Regions from separate parts of the Sus scrofa genome. Here region 1 is linked to region 2. Evidence: chromatin contacts called from public promoter capture Hi-C data. All regions are on one chromosome and are shown on one strand. The core of a region is the stretch at or near the end of the contact, and the rest is flanking DNA. Distances in the headings are between cores, read along the strand shown.

What was found. Promoter capture Hi-C pulls out the DNA fragments that hold promoters and counts their contacts.
Region 1: a promoter capture Hi-C map of fetal liver shows a contact between it and region 2, with 4 times the contacts expected there. The contact joins the promoter of LNPK here to the promoter of ATP5G3 in region 2. A contact is called at or near these places in 2 of 5 promoter capture datasets (fetal liver and liver) and 1 of 2 datasets of contacts at active chromatin or transcription factors (alveolar macrophages).

The regions. Positions count from the first base shown.
Region 1 is chr15:81,803,490-81,807,316 of Sscrofa11.1, forward strand. It overlaps LNPK (protein lunapark), which reads right to left and starts at 2,173. Exons shown (of 13, transcript NM_001244263.1): 1 at 2,068-2,173. LOC102158914 (a long non-coding RNA gene) reads left to right here and starts at 1,418. Exons shown (of 2, transcript XR_002339478.1): 1 at 1,418-1,642; 2 at 2,451-3,100.
Region 2 is chr15:81,092,601-81,096,033 of Sscrofa11.1, forward strand. It overlaps ATP5G3 (ATP synthase, H+ transporting, mitochondrial Fo complex subunit C3 (subunit 9)), which reads right to left and starts at 1,697. Exons shown (of 5, transcript NM_001244862.1): 1 at 1,646-1,697; 2 at 1,337-1,448; 3 at 74-151. The coding sequence starts at 1,375.

The sequences.
Region 1 (3,827 bases), core at 923-3,422, 710 kb after region 2:
TCAGGTTTAGGTGTCAGAATCTCGGACATGTTATTCTTAAATCTTCAGCTTACTTCAAGTCATTTCGAAATAGTGGAATAAAAAAGGCCTGGAATCAAAATATGACTCAACCACATACTAGCTATGTGATCTTCAGTAAACTAAACTCTCTAAGCCTCAGTTTCAGCGTCTGTAAAGTGGTGAAAATATGTACACTTCACAGAATTGTTCTATGAATTACAAGAAATTACATTATCACTTGGCACAGTGCCCAACAAATAAGTGCATAATAAATTATAGTCATTATTATTACTATTGCCAGAAAACACATGTAGTACAGCAATACTTCTCATATGGAACACATTTCTAACTTCTTATAAAGGACCTATTTCATAATTTTAAAACTGGAAAATAAAATTAGTTTGCATTTTAACTGAAATTGTATTGTTCTCATTTTCTCCAGTATAAAAAATAAAGCAAAATAATCTGAAGACTCTTCATTAAAAATAACTTCGTAGGCCTTTAACAGCAAAGGAAGTTTACTTTTATGTTTATCAAGTTCCAAACTTAAGTAGAAACTATTCAGTCACCATCAACACCACCACTACAACGCATTTTACTATTCAACTTGAGATTAAAAGTGTCTATTCTAGAACACTAACTTCCAAATATCCTAACTGAAAGACAATTCTGAAATATCCCAAACCACATTTATCACTCAAAACTAAAATCACTGAAAAGAAATACAGCTCTAAAAGCACTTTTATTATATAATGATTAAGTTCTAGTCTTCATGGTAAGTCAATGTTCATTCTGAATTAAATACTACAAAAAATGACTCTTTGATTAAAAGATTTCTGTAATAAATCATACCTGTAGTAAGCCATATAATTTCTTCCTTTTCTTACATTTTTTCAAGTTAATAATATATATAAACACTAAGTTTTTAACAGCATTGGGCTGATCCCAGTAGATGACAGAGAAAACTTGAAATTCTAATTTCAAAAGCGTCACTCGTTTTTTAAAAAATGTGTTCCAAAAAAAAGGAGAAAATTGTTCAAAATCGACTTCGTTCTAAAATGAAGATATGAGAGTCGATGAGAACAAGAGATTAGCATTCCCTGCCAGTTTGAACATATGCCTGAAACCAAGCTTACTCACATCCATACAAACTGCTGTTGAATTTTGTGACGACAATTTTGCCAATGGTGACACCCAGGCCACAGGGAAAAGAGAAAACAATCGACACTAGGTGCCACAAAACAGAAGCCTACTGGGAAAAGCGGAACGTGGAAAATTCTGTGACTCAGATTTTACTTAGTACAGTGAGAGCACCATCAGCAAAACTGAGTTCGCTAATCCCAGCTCTCTCTCAAATCCCATACGCAGTGTTCAAGAATTAAAACTACTGTTGTTTTAATTCTTGTTCTTCCCCTTCTGCCTCGTCCATGACACACACGAAACCTCGCCCTTCCCTCCACCCCTTACACCGCCCACCGTCGCTCAAATAAGGACAACAGAGGTACAGAGGCTTCTCTAAGTAGCTAGCGCACAATCCACGCCCACAAGGATGGGCCGAGCAGCATGACACTGACAGTTTTCGGTCCCTCACGATCTTTCCAACTCTCGGCACCGCCGCACAACTCAGAAAAAGACCACATGGGTAAGAACCCACTCAAAGCAATAGCTTAGTGTAAAACCTTCTGACCTTTCTCTCAAACACAGAAGTGGGCCAAAGAGTCAATGCTCAGCTCGTCCCAGTCACCGCCCCACCCAACCCCGAAATCTCCGAGAAAAGGCTGGGGAACCAATTCCCCATTGGGAGACAGAAAGGGGTCTCCAGCACTCCAGGGCCACCCTTGCCACTGTGCTGGGACAATAAGGGGATCCGGCGGCGAGACTGGGTGAACGAGCAGCCGGGCAGGAGTTCGACTAGCCGCCGCCACAGAGCTCCTAGGCCACTCCGCGTGGGGCGGAGGCGCCTGGGAGAAGCAAGCGTGGGGACCAGCAGAGTATTTCCCAGGAAAAAGCTCAGAGCGCCTCCCCACTGCCGAACTCTCCCACCGGCCTTCATTTTGAGCCCTCTACCTTCAACAAGAAGCGGGCAAAGCCCGGCGCTAGCGTCCACCTCTGCCACCTTCGGCCGCCACCACGGAGCTCGCCTCCAGAGCAGGCAGCAGCCACCCCTGACAGAGCTGGAGGCCCGGCCAACACCTTCCCATCAAACCCCGCGCTCCCGCCGCCGGCCAATCGGAGCCGCGGCCAGCGCGCGCCGCTCCCCCGTCACGTGATCGTGACCGGGCGGGCAGTTGGGGGCGCGGCGGACAGTTGGCCCCAGGGCAGTTGTCCCTGTGGTTTCCGTGGCCAAGTAGGGTGCTCATCGTCGCATCTCAGAGGTGGATTGCCATTTATTATGACTCTTACCAAAGGGGTTACTTCTTGCTCCTCCTCTGCTTCGTTTTCTTTTACAGCCTGTTCTGCCAAGTCTCACCGGCTAAAGAAAACCCCAAAATTAGTCCTGATGGTCCTAGACCGAGAGATAGAAGAGCGGGCTTGGGGGTGGAGATGAGTCCGCCCCGAAGAGTCACCAATCAGCTGTCGTCCAGCCGCCAGAAGAGCAAGTTAATACTACACAGCTTGGAAGAGACCAGTTCCCAAACATGCCAGCGGAGAAATTCAGCCTAGACTCCAGGAGTGCTTGAGGCTTTTATGACTTCTGGACGTCAAAAAGGGTCTTTTGTGACTGGATGCTTACCTCACCAGTGTGTGGTTAGCGTCAAAGGCACAATGATATTGATTTAAAGCCTGTGGATAACAACATAAGCTGATTTTTCTATCTTAAAACTCTTAGCCAAGAACACTCCTGTCACAGGTGCTGGTACTAGGCCCGCAAATAAACCACCCAGGTTTTATTTGCCTCAGTTTTAAAACAGTGGCTAAAAAGCATTAAATTTCCTAGTCAACTGGGAATGACAGGTCTAAATAACAAATGGTACTTGAACCGCACTAAGTTGTGTGGGCGTAGAGAAACTTCAGCAAAAGCTTTTGTCATGTTTAACCCCTGTGTACAGATATTTTTCATGGGATTTTTCTATTTAGTTACATACACATTTTAAAATAATTTTTAAAGTGTCCATTATTTTTAAAGAGTATAATCATTTTAATATGCTATGTTTAAACCTTGACACCAAACAGGTTAAGTAAAAGAAAGTGAGCATAGTATCTACTTGGTAAGAATAATTTATTATACTGGAAGCTATCAGATGACTCACTGTGGAGTTCCTTAACTGCTAAAATCTTTAGTTCCAGCCTTGTAAATGTGAGGGGAAGGGAACCAAAGTTTCTTCTTGTGTAATCTGGGTCACTTTACAAATCTAAAAGAAAATGAGAAGAAAACATTTTATCTATTTTGGCATGAAAATTTAACCATTTTGTTTTTCATCCTTTGCAATTCAAAGTTTTGTTTGTTTAAAAAAAGGCCTGTGCAGTTATGCAAATACATCTCCCCACCTCAGGATGATCTCTTCCTAAGAGAATAAGGAATTATTTTCTACTCGCTAATAATTTGTTTTGTAGTTTTAATTGAACTGTCAAGATCTAATGTAAATGGGACAAAAATAGAAGGGGAGAAGAGCTAGCTGGGTGCAATAGATTCCAAAAAACCTATTCCTGAGACAAAAATTCCCTAGGTAATTGATCTAGAAGATGAGAAGTTTTGATTGACAAGGGGAGAAATAATGGAATCATCAACTCTCTTAGTCCTCCCAACAACCTTTTAAGGTGTCAGTTTTCAATTGAATCAACTGAAAAGTAGAAAAATTATACAATATATTGTTGAAGGTAATACT
Region 2 (3,433 bases), core at 447-2,946:
GGTTTTCCCCTTTAATCAAAATCCTAAGGCTTACTTGATAGTGTTACTTAATTTCTATTATTACTACTTTTACCTCTCCAGGCCTGGCCTCTGGTCGAGATAACACTGATGCAGAAATTGGTCTGTATGCAACTCTGGATCCAGCTCGGATCTGTTAATGAAAAAAAGATTCTGTGTATTAAATAAGAATACAGATAAGACTTCAAGGCCCCTTCTTGCACTATGAACTCTGAAAAAGAAAGCAGCAAAAATGAATCAAAAAGATCATGACTTTTCTCTATTGATTCTTATTTGGCTACACTGGTTATGAAAGAATCTTGATAAAGTTGCTAATGCATTTTAAAGCTTGCTTCATAATGTATTTGTAATACTCTGAACAAAACCTCTAAGAACAACTAGTTAAAAAGAATAAGTATTGCTTTTAAAATTTCAATTCTTGTAGTACCACAATTCAGATAAAAACCCCAGCAATAAACGCCCCACATTCTTCGGTAATTTTAAGTGGATCAACAGGTTCGGGCATCAGTGCTATAAATGCTTGACATTTAAAACAGCCCATTAGTTAATATGAGCTCCCACTATTTCTAAGATATTCTTATATGTCCATTAATCTCAAAATTAAAAAGCAGTTTAAGCTATTCCATATTAGGAAAAACACAATCGTCGAAACACTCTGACCATAAGGACACATTCCAGTCCACCTTCTCCGTCCTTGAGTGTCCACTGAACTAAGGTCACAGAAAATCCCTTCAGAACCGAGACCTGATTCTCTAAGGCAAATCCCTCAGATCTTCACTCCACCAAAGGCGTGCAAAACGACTATGGAAATAACATCCCAAAGGCAGGAAGAAAGACTCCAGGCTCTTGCACCACCTGCCTCCGCCCACACGGGGAGAGGCAAAGTCCCTCCCTCTGCAGCAGCGAATTTGACCTACAGATCTGCAATGGAGAGCGCGCCGGCGGTGAACTAGGCCCCGGCAGCCTCCCTCCTTCCCCCTCTGCACCCCAACCTCCACCGGGCCCCGACCCAACAGGGTGATGGAGGGGGTGCGGGAGGGAGCCGCTCCACGACGAGGGGGGAAGGAGGGTTTGACCTACGCCGAGTGGGGCCTGACAGCTAGGCCTCGGTGGCTCTTCAATACCGTAGGAGGGGAGGAGGAGAGTGAGAAGCCCCAGAAAAAGAAGGAAAAGAAAAAAAGGACACAGAGGTTGAGGGGCGAGGGAGAGATATCCCGAGAGCGCGGTGTGTCCTGCCCGGAGGTGACCCGTTCGACAACGTGGACGCCCAGGCCAAGACATTCGACCCTCGGTCCCCAGCCCGGCATGGGCTACGCACCAGAGCGGGGGTGCAGGCGAGCTTGGTGCAGGCGAACATCTTGCACTCTTCTGGGCGGCGCGGCTGGAAGACTTGGGCGGCAGGCGATGTAAGCTCCTCTCCCGCTTCCTCTCTGCGGGGGCAAAGAGGCTTAAGGTCAAGTGCTCTCCAAGGGCCTGTCCTTCTACCCAGGTCCCGCGGGTTCCCGTGCACGCGGTCAGCTTGGGCCGCGCGCCCAGCGAGGCGCCAGCAGAATCCAGCAGAATGAATGGGTCCCTCCTGGGCGCGGCTCCACCCCAGCCAGGCCAGGCTCCCGAGCCCTCCGCTTACCTTCCGGCGAGGTGGCGGCGGCCGCTGCGGCAGAGGTCGAAGAAGTGGGGCTGGGCGCGCAGACGCAGTCCGGCTCTTATTCGCGCCCCGGCACCCGGATGGAGAAGGCGGGGAATCCCGCGAGCCCGGAAGACGTTCAAGGTCACTTTGTAACAACTTTATTGGTAACCAGTTGGGAAGGACAGCGACAGCCACTCTGAGATGGCTTGGCGGGCAGAAGGTGGTGAAGGAGAGAAAAAGAAATTAAAGACAGCCCAGGCAGAGGAAACCGAACGGCTTTTGATCTAAACTAGTCGCAGGACAGTGGGACTTTATCTTTCATTTGACACACACATATATATATTTTCGCTTTTTAGGGCCTCACCTGAGGCATATGGAGGCTTCCAGGCTAGGGGTTGAATTGGAGCTGTAGCTGCGGGCCACAGCAATGCAGGATCCGAGCGGGTCTGCTGACCTACACCACAGCTCATGGCAAAGCCGGATCCTTATCCCACTGAGTGAGGCCAGGCATTGAACCCTGAACCTCGCAGTTACTAGGCGGGTTCGTTTCTGCTGCACCACAATGGGAACTCATTTGATACATTCTTAAAGAGAGGTTGCTAGGTCTCATTCATAGAGAAACCCCCTTCCTGGTCATTCCCTCCCTATGTGAAATAGGACCCTGTGGTGAAAGGGTTCATTCATTGTTTGACAGAAGAAACTAGAGTCCCTAGCAAAGTGAATGCATTTCTTTAAAGGAATCTGGAAAAGAGTTCTAGAAGTCTAGCTAATCTTTTGGGTAAAAGTGGATCTGACCTGGGCAAAGGAATGAGTTTTGTGACTTTGGGCACAGAGTTGCTTCTTGGTGAAGTGAGGGAGGTCAGTTTTTCTTCCAGTCCTAAGATTAGAAGAACTAAGGGTTTGTAAATTTTTTTTTTTTTTTTTGGTTTGTTTGTTTTTGTTTTTGTTTTTTTTTTTTTTTTTTTTTTTTTTTTTTTTTTGTAGGGCCAGGAACTAAAGAAAGTCTGAGTATTTTCAAAACTGACCTAATTTTAACACTTGTTTTTTGGTAACCTTGGATAAGTCATTTTCTATTGAATACAGAAATATCTCAGGAAAATGGCTATTACTGGACTTCTTGGTAGGTCCTTGAATTCTGTAAATTTGACTTAGTAGTTATAACAAGTGTCTATCAGAAGTGATGCAACGTAAAAGATTAAATATCTAGTATACCCAGTTGTAGGAATACCTGGGTACTGAAATCCTACCCACTTGGCCTAGAACCCTGGCATGGGACAACATGGACCCAGAAGATCACTTTTTTCCTAGTTGGCATAAGGATGCAGTATCATCTAGCAGCAATCCTCAGGAGAAGCCCTCAGAACTAAAACTTGAAAAATGGGAGTTCCCGTGGTGGTGTAGTGGTTAACGAATCTGACTAGGAACCATGAGGTTGGGGGTTCGGTCCCTGGCCTTGCTTAGTGGGTTAGGGATCCGGCCTTGCCATGAGCTGTGGTGTAGGTTGCAGATGCAGCTTGGATCTCACGTTGCTGTGGCTCTGGCGTAGGCCGGTGGCTACAGCTCTGATTGACCCCTAGCCTGGGAAACTCCATATGCTGCTGGAGCAGCCCTAGAAAAGGCAAAAAGACAAAAAAAACCCAAAAAACAAAAAACAAACAAAAAAAAACCCCTTGAAAAATGAATAAGACTTTGCACTGATTCAAATTCACATGCCAATGGTTCGAAATCCCATGAAAGTTAATAGTTTCAGGCTCAATATTGAGCCCATAAAATGGAGATTATTCATAT